3 separate regions of the Gossypium hirsutum genome follow, and regions 2 and 3 are each linked to region 1. A link is a contact called in public Hi-C data. All regions are on one chromosome and are shown on one strand. Each heading gives the region's core, a stretch centred on a gene start, on an enhancer-like site or on the middle of the called end of the contact. The rest is flanking DNA. Distances are from core to core; before and after follow the strand shown. Region 1 holds the start of LOC107901662 (chorismate mutase 2). Region 2 holds the start of LOC107901621 (chaperone protein ClpB3, mitochondrial). Region 3 holds the start of LOC107901624 (probable WRKY transcription factor 40).

Evidence for each region. Hi-C and Micro-C count contacts between places; a contact is called where the count stands out from the background.
Region 2: a Hi-C map of leaf shows a contact between it and region 1, with 2.2 times the contacts expected there. The contact joins the promoter of LOC107901621 here to the promoter of LOC107901662 in region 1. A contact is called at or near these places in 5 of 34 Hi-C or Micro-C datasets (all in leaf).
Region 3: a contact with region 1 is called in a Hi-C map of leaf, with 3 times the contacts expected there. The contact joins the promoter of LOC107901624 here to the promoter of LOC107901662 in region 1. A contact is called at or near these places in 12 of 34 Hi-C or Micro-C datasets (callus, fibers, hypocotyl and 1 more).

The regions. Positions count from the first base shown.
Region 1 is chrD06:24,935,007-24,938,925 of Gossypium_hirsutum_v2.1, reverse strand. It overlaps LOC107901662 (chorismate mutase 2), which reads right to left and starts at 2,288. Exons shown (of 6, transcript XM_016827750.2): 1 at 1,981-2,288; 2 at 1-180. The coding sequence starts at 161.
Region 2 is chrD06:24,657,240-24,661,158 of Gossypium_hirsutum_v2.1, reverse strand. It overlaps LOC107901621 (chaperone protein ClpB3, mitochondrial), which reads left to right and starts at 1,951. Exons shown (of 10, transcript XM_016827699.2): 1 at 1,951-2,371; 2 at 2,927-3,145; 3 at 3,250-3,484; 4 at 3,832-3,919. The coding sequence starts at 2,126.
Region 3 is chrD06:24,677,273-24,681,191 of Gossypium_hirsutum_v2.1, reverse strand. LOC107901624 (probable WRKY transcription factor 40) reads left to right here and starts at 2,262. Exons shown (of 5, transcript NM_001326907.1): 1 at 2,262-2,337; 2 at 2,441-2,491; 3 at 2,581-2,919; 4 at 3,016-3,132; 5 at 3,259-3,636. The coding sequence starts at 2,266. The coding sequence ends at 3,618.

The DNA.
Region 1 (3,919 bases), core at 1,039-3,538:
CCACTGAAGCCAGGGATGGAAGCGTAGGAAGGGTCGTAGGTGGGAGGGTTCAAAGGGAACCTTGCTCTCTCTATCAGACTGTAAACAATGGTGTCTTCTTGCCTTATCAATGAATCCCTCACCATCCCCAGCGTCACGTTGTTGTGTTCTGCTTTCGCCATTTCGTGTTTGCAGGCTGAACTAGCAAGAAGAAAAAGAGTTGTTAACATCATTACCACAGACATATCAATGTTGGTAAAAATTAAAAACAATGGAAGACCTATTACATTTATGATATAAGGAAAAACGAGTAAACGAAAGTGGGAAGTAAGACGTTGACAAATGATCTCTCTCTCTCTCAAATTTATAAGACGTTGACAAATGATCTCTCTCTCTCTCAAATTTATGAATGGAATGGAAGGGGGTTTATATAAAAGAAAAGAAGAAGCCAAAAGAAATGGTGGGTAGTGCGTAGTGCGCACGGGAGAGTTGCCTTTCTCTGTGTTCAGACTTAAAGGGTTGTGTCGGCTCAGACATGGCGTTCTATCTAATCCTGTTTTGTCCCATTAGTTCTGCGGACCTTAAAAAAGGGTAACGGAATAACTTGAGGGTTAGTTATGTGGTTGCAACTTGCTGGAACTGGGACGCTTATATTATTATTAATTGCTACTCAATGTGATTGGTTATAAAACATCATCTTTACCAGGAATTAGACTCAAATCCATGTTTGTGCCACCCTACTCAATTTTTATGTTTTGGGTCAAATTGTTTTACCTAAACCCTAAGAAAAATCTAGCCCAAATGAGGAAAAAACCCTAAACAAATAGAAAACGAATACAAGCTAACCCTAAGAAAAATCTAGCCCCAATGAAAAAAAACCCTAAACAAATAGAAATGAATACAAGCTAACCCTAAACCCACCCACCAACCTAAATCCGAAGAAAAAAAATGAATAAATGTATTATTGTTATTTAAATATTTTCCTTATTTTTTCAAAATTTTTTATTTCCCTAGTTTTTAGAGTTTCTTAAAAGAAAACAACAATGATCGAATCAAAAATCAATGGTCTAATCGATTTAACCATCAATTCAATTCAAAAACCTATGTTGACAGTTTAAATAACTAATTGATCAAATCAATTTGATTTTAAATTAGATTAATGATTAAATAATTTGGATTTTAAAACTTCTATACCATTTCAACATTTCAATTTGAGTTAATTTGGGTTCATGTCCTATTAGATTTAAGTTGGTTCAATTTAAAACTCAAATCGAGTCAATTTGAAGTACTTCAAGTCAATTTTAAAATCAAAAGTCAATTTTAAAATCAAAAGTCAATTTAAATACAAATGGTTAGAATTTTTATAATTAAAACGAGTTGAGGTTGGAATTGTATTTCTAGATTTGGGATCAAAATTGATAGGTTTAATTACAAACCTACAGGCTTATACAATTTGCTTGTTCTTTATTCAGGTCGTTTCTAGTGCTTAGAGTGTACATGAATGTCCAAACCTGATTGTATTACTGAACCTTTATATCAGGATTTGCTGCTTATTAATGATAATAGAGTGCACTCTTTCAGTCCTCCTATCTCAATTTAACTTAATTTTTATTTTCATTCTTTTAGAGTTCACAGCTACAAATATAGTGTAATTATAGTACAAATAAAATAAAATCAATACACAACTCTAGGGCAAGACTCATTCATGACAATTACATGTGGTGAGACTCGAAATAGTAAGGGTGGTTTTAACGAGAACTATAAAAAATAAAAAAACAACATTAAAATTCAAATGAAAGGCCTTCAATTTAATGTAGATAACTATTCATTGATAAACTAATATCCCTTAAAAATGTGAAATAATTTCCCTGTTTCACTTGCAAACTAATCAACCATCCAAAATGCTTTTAAAGCCAAAATAACAAACAATTCATCTTTAAACACCAAACAACTACACCTGATATGATACACATGAAAAAAAGCAGTAAGAAATTTTCTCACCTCAGCTAGGAACCAAACTGTGAAGGTTGTTGGACATGAATCGACATAAGCCGTGCAGTGTCTTTCCACCATGAAATCTCTCTTTCCTTGTCGACCAGTTCTTGCTGTGCACTTGCCAAAGCAGCTTCTAATTCTCTTATCTGCTCTTCCTGCCTCGATTCCAACAATTCATGCAACTTTCTCTCCAGTTCGTGTGGAGGAACACCACAATGCAACTGCGCACACTCTTCTTCTTCACCATAAATTGTCGGGTCAATTACTTCTCCATAGCTCATACTGTAGCTTCGGGCTGAACTATTACCAGTACTCTGCTATAGTTGTAAAAAAGATGACATTTAAAATCTCCAGGGAATTGGTAAGGTTTCAATATTAGTTAGTACTACTACATAAACTAAACATATTGAGTTAGGTATGGGCTGATTCCAAGTATGAATTAATTTATACGTTTTAGGTTTGGATCATTCAAGATTCACATCATTTTTGGTTTTAGATAATTTTGGGTTGGGCCAATTAGAGTTTTAAAAGTTTTAGATAATTTCAATTCAAGTCATTCAAGTTTGTTTTATTTGGATATTTCAAGTCTTAAGTCATTATAGTTTTTTGAGTCATGGTAGGTTTAGGTCATTTAGAGATATTTGTTCAAGTTGGGTCAATTTATTTGAGTTTAAATCAATTTCAAGTTCAGACCATTTTGGGTTACTCGTTCAGATTGAGTCAATTCAAGTTCAACTGGAATTATGAATTCGAATCATTTCAAGTTTGGACCATTTTAAATTCAAGTCATTTCAAATTCAGATGATCTTTGGTTTCAAGTCGATTACGGTTCAAATTCGGTCAAATCAAATTCAACTGGAATTTAGATTCAAATTAATTAAATCACCCTAACCAAAAACAATGAAATACAAAAGACATGCCAAATTCCCAAGTTTTAATCGTACCTGAGGATGGGTTGAGGACAATTTGCTTGCATCCAAATGGAGTTGCAAACGTTCTAACTCGGCTTCAAGTTCTGCTTCAAGTCTATCCATTCCTTCCAGATACTTTTCTTCTTTCGGCACATCTTCACATTTCAAAGGCTGATCAAATATCTCTTTATTTGATATAAGATCGCCATTAAACTCCGATTCTAAATCTTCATCAATGCCATTGTTTGATTCAATCTCCTTTGCGGTTATGAATAAATCTTTGTTTCGGAGCTCATCTTTAACATTTTCAAGAACAGCCGCTATTTGGATTCTCAGTTCTGCCATCTTTTGAAGTTCTTTTTCAGTCACAGCAACCAGTCGAAGCAAAAAACACCCTATTACCACGTTGTAATTAGCTTCCCTTCCGCTTCTTTCTGATTAAAAAAAAAACCCCGAAAATTATTAAAATTTGATCCAACGTCAATCTCTAAGCTTGAGTTCGGCTCAAGACTTAATCGAGTTACTCATGCTTGAGCTCGATTAAGTCTTAAACTTCTATTTGCAAATAATAAAAAGTACAAATATAATTTCAGTATTAAAATTTCGAATCAACTCAGAGTTGATATTACGTGAGCTAAGATTTAGTTGACATAAATCTTAAGATTTAATAAATAGTATTTTGTCCCTAAAAGAACCACTTATAGAGTTAGGCTCCATATAAGCAACTATTTGCACTCTAGTATAGGTGTCTTTCTCCATGTTATGATCTAAAACTAATCCTATTCGAATACCCTTTCAACCATCTATTAGTAAATAAACAATATTTGTGATCTATGAAAACTCTAACTAAAATCAAAATTATATGTAATTGCATAAAATTTATTCCTAAAAATATACATTAGAATTTGGAACTCAAAAAGCCAAATAATAATAAACCCCAACCTCCCTTCTCCCCCACCAAATAAAATAAACAAAAATGACACCAAGACAATTTTGACCTGATGACGAATCAGGACGACGGGTTACGTGATTAG
Region 2 (3,919 bases), core at 702-3,201, 280 kb after region 1:
AATCTTCAGGGATATGCAATCTTAGATATGATATGCAATCTTAGATATAATATATAATCTTAGATATGATATGCAATCTTAGATATGATATATAATCTTAGATATGATATACAATCTTAGAAGATATGATTTTGTAATCTTAGAGATTTAATTTGTAGATACCCTTTAATCTCAGCCGTTGATGTAATTGATCTGTACCGTTGGATTTGGGGAGGATCAACTATAAATAGAGGCCTCTCCCTTCATTGTAAAAAGAAAAAAAGGGAGGAAGAATAAAAAAGAGAACGATTGGCAGTTTTTTAAAGGTGGCTTACTATTTTTTTTCTTTTGATTATTTTTTACTTATTTACGATTTTAAAAAAAGGGAGAAGGCCACTGCGAATGTTATTTAGCCCCTCCGCCTTTTAATGTTTTTGTAATTAAGTTTTTTTATTTTTTTAATTTACCCTTTTATTTATTTTTATTTCAATTTGGTCTAATTTGAACGGCGTCGTTTAGAGGAGAAGGGAAAATTGCCCTTCCAGCCCCTCCCTCTATGTAATTCGAGCGTTCAATTAAGTCCTTCAAACTTTATTTATTTGCGAATTTACCCCGGATCTTTACTGGCGATCCAATTTAGTCCAATTTCATATTTTCTTTAAAAATCAATATTTTTGACAATGCAATTGTATTCTTTTAATTTTTATTTTATAATTCTCATATGCAATTATTATTTTTTTATATGTATATTTAAGCATGTATTTATGTTTTTTATACTAAAATTTTCGCATACTTATATTTTATATACACATGTTTAATTTATTTAATTAATTTTAATATTATATTAATTGTTTAAAACTTATATATTTTTTTATGTGTACAGGTATATTTTTTTATTCGCTTATTAATTTATGTTTGCATATTTTTATTATTATCTTACCTATGTATTTGATATTTTGCACATCATTATTTTGTTTATTTATTTATTTATTCATATTATTTCTATGAAATTGTTATATTTATTATTGATATTTGTTTAAGGGGCATTCATTCACATATTCAACATAACATTACTCTATCTCTTATTTAATTTTACAATAAAACGCTTCAAAATAGAGGTAATCCTCGTATTTAGGATTTTTCAAGGAAATTGAGCCCTAACGTATTGGGTTCCGATTTTTTTGAAAATCTAACAATCGAGGATTTCTCTTTAATCAAAAAAAAATAAGAACTCATTATTGGGAATTCAACACGTTGTGTCCTAACGTATTGGATGTGACGCATTGATTTCTCGAAATGAATATTTTTTTAAAAAAATAATAAAGGAAATATTCTGAGTTTGGGATTTTAGAGGAATTGTGCCCTAACGTATTGGGCCGCGATTTCTTAAATCTTGAATAAATGGATATTCTTTTACATTTTTTATTGCACTAGTATTTTGCCGTAATTCATTTTTGGGAAAAATTAGAATGTCGTGCCCTAACGTATTGGGTGTGGTTTTTTATTTCTCTGAAATGATAAGGGTCTTAATACGTAACGTTTTAAGTTTTTGCTAAGGATTACGATTTTCAAATTTTCGACATTAAGACATTAATTAATTAACTAGGTACCAATTTTTGGGCGTAATGAGGGTGCTAATCCTTCCTCATACGTAACCGACTCCCGGACCCGTTTTTCTAAAATTTGTAGACCAAAGTCATTTTTAGGTGACCCAATCACACCTCAATAAAAGATTGGTGGCGACTCCCAACTTTCATTTTTTTTAAATCGACAACCTAAAATTTTTGTTTTTCAAAAGGACGGTTTCGACAACTTTAATATAAGTTTTTAAGATTCAGTGATCAACACTTAATTTAAACCACGACTAAAATCGTCATTATTTTTTAATAAGGAAGGAATTAAAATTTAGAGATTAAATTTTAATTTTAACAAAGTAGAGCGAATAACTTAAAGTAGACCAATGGAAAAATTGTAAGGAAAATCCCAACTCTTCTACAACTTTCTATTCCTTTCGCGCACATAGAGAATTCAAAGCCCGTCTTAACACCACCACCAACCCCCCCCCCCCGGCAAAAGAAAAAAAAACAGTTCCAATACAAGAAAAAACCCAAACTAAATTTCAAAATCTCCCATTTTATCCTCAAAAATGGCCTCAAGAAGGCTAACAAGGTCCGCTTTTTCGGCCATTAAAGTATCAAAAGCCTCAATTCCCTACCTGTTTCGCGCTCGCGCCATCTCCGCCGCTGCTTGTACTTTGCGTAATTCCCTCATTTCGCCTCACCGGTCTCAAAATTTCAACGCAGTGGCGGCGAACAACGGCGGCTTCTTCTCTCTCACTCGCAGCTATCACTCTTCCCCTCCACGTTACTCTTCTGCCACTAGCCCTGCGCAGGTTTATATATTGTTTTTTGAACTTTTCATTTCTAATTATGAATTTCATTTCGGTTTTATTTACTTTGAGAGACACTCGAGTAATTGAACTGTTCTGTTTGTGTGTGTTTTTTTTAGCAAACTTTAGCTAAGGAAGGCATTTGGATTCAATTTCTGTGTATGTGTGTATAATTGTTTGCTTTCTTCATTTTAGTTTGGCTTAGAATAAGCACTTGGTTATCAATAATGTTAATTTTGCCGGCTTGATTTGACTTTATTGATCAATTACATTGTAGCGTCTTAACCATTGTTATGCTCATGTTAGCTATATCTGTATTCTTGGATATTTTCTTGTCGCAACAACCGATCAGAGTACAAATTTTATGAAATTTGGCTCAATTACATTGCAGTGGTTTCACCGTTGACATGCTCGTGTTAACTCTCTTTGTGTTCTCCGATATCAGATCAACCAATCAGAGTACAAGTTTTATGATATTTGGTTCGATTACATTGTAGTGGAATTATTGTTGTTATGCTCGTGTTAACTCTCTTTGTTTCCTTGGATATTTCTCATCAGATCAACCAATCAGATTACACTGATATGGCCTGGGAGGGCCTTGTTGGGGCTGTTCAAGCAGCAAAGGATAGCAAACAGCAAATGGTGGAATCTGAACACTTAATGAAAGCTCTTTTAGAACAAAAGGATGGGTTGGCTAGAAGGATTTTCACAAAAGCAGGGCTTGACAACACTTCTGTTCTGCAGGCTACCGATGACTTTATATCGAAGCAGCCTAAAGTATGTATTTTAATTGGTTATGTTTACTTCGTGAGTTTGCTTCAATGCTTTATTCTTTTTATATGATATTCGTGATATAGGGGGCGTTTATTTCCCTCTGGCAGGTGATGGACACAAGTAACCCTATAATGGGATCAAATCTTAGCTCCCTTTTAGACAATTCTCGAAAGCATAAGAAAGAAATGGGAGATAATTTTGTTTCGGTGGAACATTTTGTCCTAGCATTTACCTCAGATAAGAGGTTTGGGCAGCAGTTGTTCAAGAACCTCCAGCTTAGTGAGCAGGCTTTGAAGGATGCCATTAAAGCTGTTCGTGGAAATCAGTGTGTAACTGATCAAAGTATTATGTTAACTTGAGTTTGCCATTTTTTTTTTTTTGGATTATAGTAGCATCATCTTATAGCAAAAATAACTAAGAAATTGATTGTGTATAAGGGAAAGTTAGAAAGTAGTTCTCACAGTTATGATTGAGCCAAATGCTATGATTTAAGTGATTTAGAACTTATGGATGAAGGAATAAAAAACTATAAACCACTGACTAGATGCTAGTCAAGCTTTACATGAGGCAATTGAACATGTTCTTGTGAAACATATTATTGCATGCCAACTCAAGTTAATCTTTGTTAACTTATCGTACGATATCCTTGAATTACATTTTCTTAAATGTCCCTTTCTTGATGTGTGTAGATCCTGAAGGAAAATACGAGGCACTTGAAAAGTATGGGAATGACTTGACTGAGCTTGCTAGGCGTGGCAAACTAGATCCTGTTATTGG
Region 3 (3,919 bases), core at 1,013-3,512, 260 kb after region 1:
ACACCTAATATATTTTTAGAATTTGATATATTACTTTATATTTCTCAATAGTGTATTTTAGAATATAGTCCCAAATTTTATTTTCACCATGATATCTCGTGATTATTACATTTATATATATAGTTTATATGGAATTATTTTAATACATGTACATGTTTATAAAATGCATCATAACTTGTAATTTACAAAATTTTATTTTTGTTTTCAAATTTTTTTATTCATTTCAATTATTTTAAGTGGTTTACTTGTGATTAAATTATCTTTATATTAATTATTCTCATTTCGGTATTTGTAAGATTGATTATTAGTTTATTTGATTATTAATGTTGATGTATTATATGTTTGGTTGCTCCAAATTGTAAATTTAGCTTGCTATTCACCATTTGATTTGTATATTGATATTTTATTATATTGTTTGTAAAAATTGCATTTCATTAAAGCATTATAATTGTTTTATTTCAAAATTCCTACAAAGCTTGGTGTTTAAAAATTCTCGAGAGGATTGTGCCCTAACTTACTGGGCTTCAATTCTCCTTTTTGATTTTAAATAGTCGAATACCCCTTTTTCAATTTGAACATAGAAATTCCAAAATAAAAACTCATTCTTGGGAATCTGATGCGTTGTGTCCTAACGTATTGGATATGACATATTGTTCTCGAGACGAGGATTTTTCTAACAAATAAAAATAAAGGCAATGTTCGATATTTAGGAATTTTGTGAAATCGAACCCTAACTTATTGGGTTTTGGTTTTCTCATTTGACCCAAATAATCTGATATCCTTCTCAAAATGCATAGGTTTTTAAGGTCAAGAAATAAATTTAACTTTGAAGATTTGAAATATTACACTCTAACTTACTGAGTGCGATAATTTATTTCTTTGAAATAAACGAGTCTTATCATCCAATTCATTTTACTCGAATTTTTTTCGAAGGATCGTATTTTAAAATCTTTTCAAAATTTCGACACTAAGACATTAAACAATCGATTCGGTACCAATTTTAGGCGTTACGAGGGTGCTAACCCTTCCTCGTGCGTAACCAACTCCCGAACCTGTTTTCTCAAATTTCGCAAACCAAAATCATTTTCAAGGTGAGCCGATCACACCTCAATAAAGGATCGGTGGCGACTCCCATTTCCGTTTTCATTTTAAAAGTCGATCCCGTTTTTTTCAAATTCAAATAAAAAATGGTTTTGACACTATTAATAGGTACAAGAGTTTTTAAAATTTGATCTATGCTTTTAAATATGTGTCGAGCTAGTATTTAATGCCCAGATGAAATGACTTAATTGTAACGATATCGATACTTTCAGGATTTAGAAAGAATGTTTTGAAATGTGAGATTAAGGGTAGTTATATGAGGTAATTAACCCTATTAAATATTGGGTTAATTCTACCAAATATCCACAAACTATTGCCTAGCTTATAACTTGGTCATAAACTACCAAATATTCTAATTGTGTCATTAAAGTATTAGTATTGTATCAATCAGGTTATTCTATCAACTTAATCATCAATATAAGTATTAAATGTCGTTTTGGATATAATGTGGAACTTATTTAAAACACATGGATCAAATTATACTCACCTGTGTACTTATCACATAAACAACTTAGATATAACATGTTAAAATATAAGAAATGTATTTTTTAACATGTCAGATTCAGAACTGTTCATGTTCAATTTGAGCTAGCATTTAATGTCAGAGTTAATAGCTAAGCTGAAAAAAGGATCTAATTGATACAATATCGATACCTTTTAAAACTCAATGAAAAGGTTTAGAAGTTTGAGGACTTCAAATGAAATTAATCCTTTGAATATAAGACAAGGAAAGAACGTGGAAAGGTCGGCAGAGGAGGTGGGCGAAGGGCAGAAAGTGGAGCAGATAAAATTACGGTCAACATGAAGAAACCTTGGTTTTTAGTTTGTATCCCATATATCTAACTGCCATTGGTGGGTGGGAGGCTTGACTTTGAAAATTCCCACTGAATTTCAACATTTTCGTACCGACGCGCATGACTTTCCTCTTTCCTCCTTTTTCTTATTTTCAAACATCTTGTTCGTCGGATTATAGACCACTTTTTCAAGCTAAGACTCCAAGTGGGATGTATTTATGAATACTATTGTTTAAGAGAAGCCTATTTCATCCGCACCTTCCACTTGCTTTCCTTAATAACCCTTTGCTTTTCCCCGGCTTTTCATCTCTGAGTCCCTGTTTCTTGTTTGCTTTTGTTTTGTTCATATAGTACTACAATACGTTCAGTAATGGAACCAGCTTGGGTGGATACTACTTTGGATCTCAACATCAACCCTTGTTTTCGCACCAACAAAGCTATGGTGAGTTTGGGTTTTCTTTTTCCTATTGGTTTTTAAAGCTATTTTCCCCCTGGTTTTCGATTGTTGGGACTTACAAAGAAAGTTTTTCAACTTCTTGAACCAGAAACGAGAATTTGAGGGAGATGTGGTCGAGTCGGCACCAGTTAAATATGAGGTGAGTTTCAAAAGGACTAAAATCATAATTACAACTATTTCTGCTTGTATATGTTGTTTAGAGCTGAATGTTACTAATTTTTTTAACAGAGTGGAGTGTTGGTGGAGGAATTGAATCGGGTCAGCGCCGAGAACAAGAAGCTAACTAAGATGCTAACAGTTCTATGCGAACAGTATTACTCTTTGCAGCACCAATTCATGGAATTTGTCAACAAGAACCCTGAAATTGAAACTGCTGCTGCTGCAACAACATCATCATCAAAGAAGAGAAAAGCTGAATGTGAGGATTATGGTGCCAACATGATTGGATTTAGTGGAAACACTGAGACCAGCTCTAGTGATGATGGCTCACCTAAAACTCCCAAGGACTGCATTAAACCTAAGGTTTCCAGGGTTCAAGTCCGCACAAATCCTTCTGATAATAGCCTGGTAGGTTACTCGGAGTTCAAATTTCCTATTACTGAGACCCGAAATGATTCGAACTCGAAACTGAGCCAAATTTAATGTTGTTGTATGATGTTACAGATAGTAAGGGATGGATATCAATGGCGAAAATATGGTCAAAAAGTCACAAGAGATAACCCCTGTCCCAGAGCATACTTCAAGTGCTCTTTTGCCCCAAGTTGTCCGGTCAAGAAAAAGGTGAGTGTTGCTTCCTCTCCAAGAGCAATTTTTGTTTTTAAAGTAATTTTTTGGCTTCGGCCTGGATCCAAGAGCATTATTTGTTTCTAATTTTTGTTTTTTGGGTATTGATGGATGGTTTTGCAGGTGCAAAGAAGTGCTGAAGACCCATCTATCTTGGTGGCAACATATGAAGGAGAGCACAACCACCATGAGCACCACCATTCTCCACCCGCTGAAATATCTTTAAGCTCCAACAACAACACCCCTAGTTCCAACACTGGTTCGGGTCCTGTTTCATCTGCCCCAACCAAAGCTTCAGCTCCCACTGTAACACTGGAGCTGCTTCAACCTGGTTTGGGCGGCGATGAAACCGAAAGGGCAGCCCTACAAATCGATGCACCAGCAATCCAACAGATTTTAGTTCATCAAATGGCGGCTTCTTTGAGCAGAGACCCCAATTTCACGGCAGCCCTTGCTGCAGCCATTTCAGGAGGAGCTGTGTAGACCGGAAAATAGGATAGAAAAGTGGAGAAAATTTGAGTCTTTTTTGTAGGTTCAATGGCAGAAGAGTATCGAATGATGTAAATAGTATATTACTGAATGTATTTGTCAGAGAAGAAAAAACAAGGTAACTCTGTGTCAAAGTAACTTAGCACCACAAGAATTACTTTTCAAAGCTGTCGATGGCCGGAAATGTATCTATCATTTTTCTACATTTTATTTTTATTCATATTCGATCCCATCTCATGTGTACTTAAATTTTGGTTTATTTCTAAATGATTAATTCAATTTTATTTTAATATTA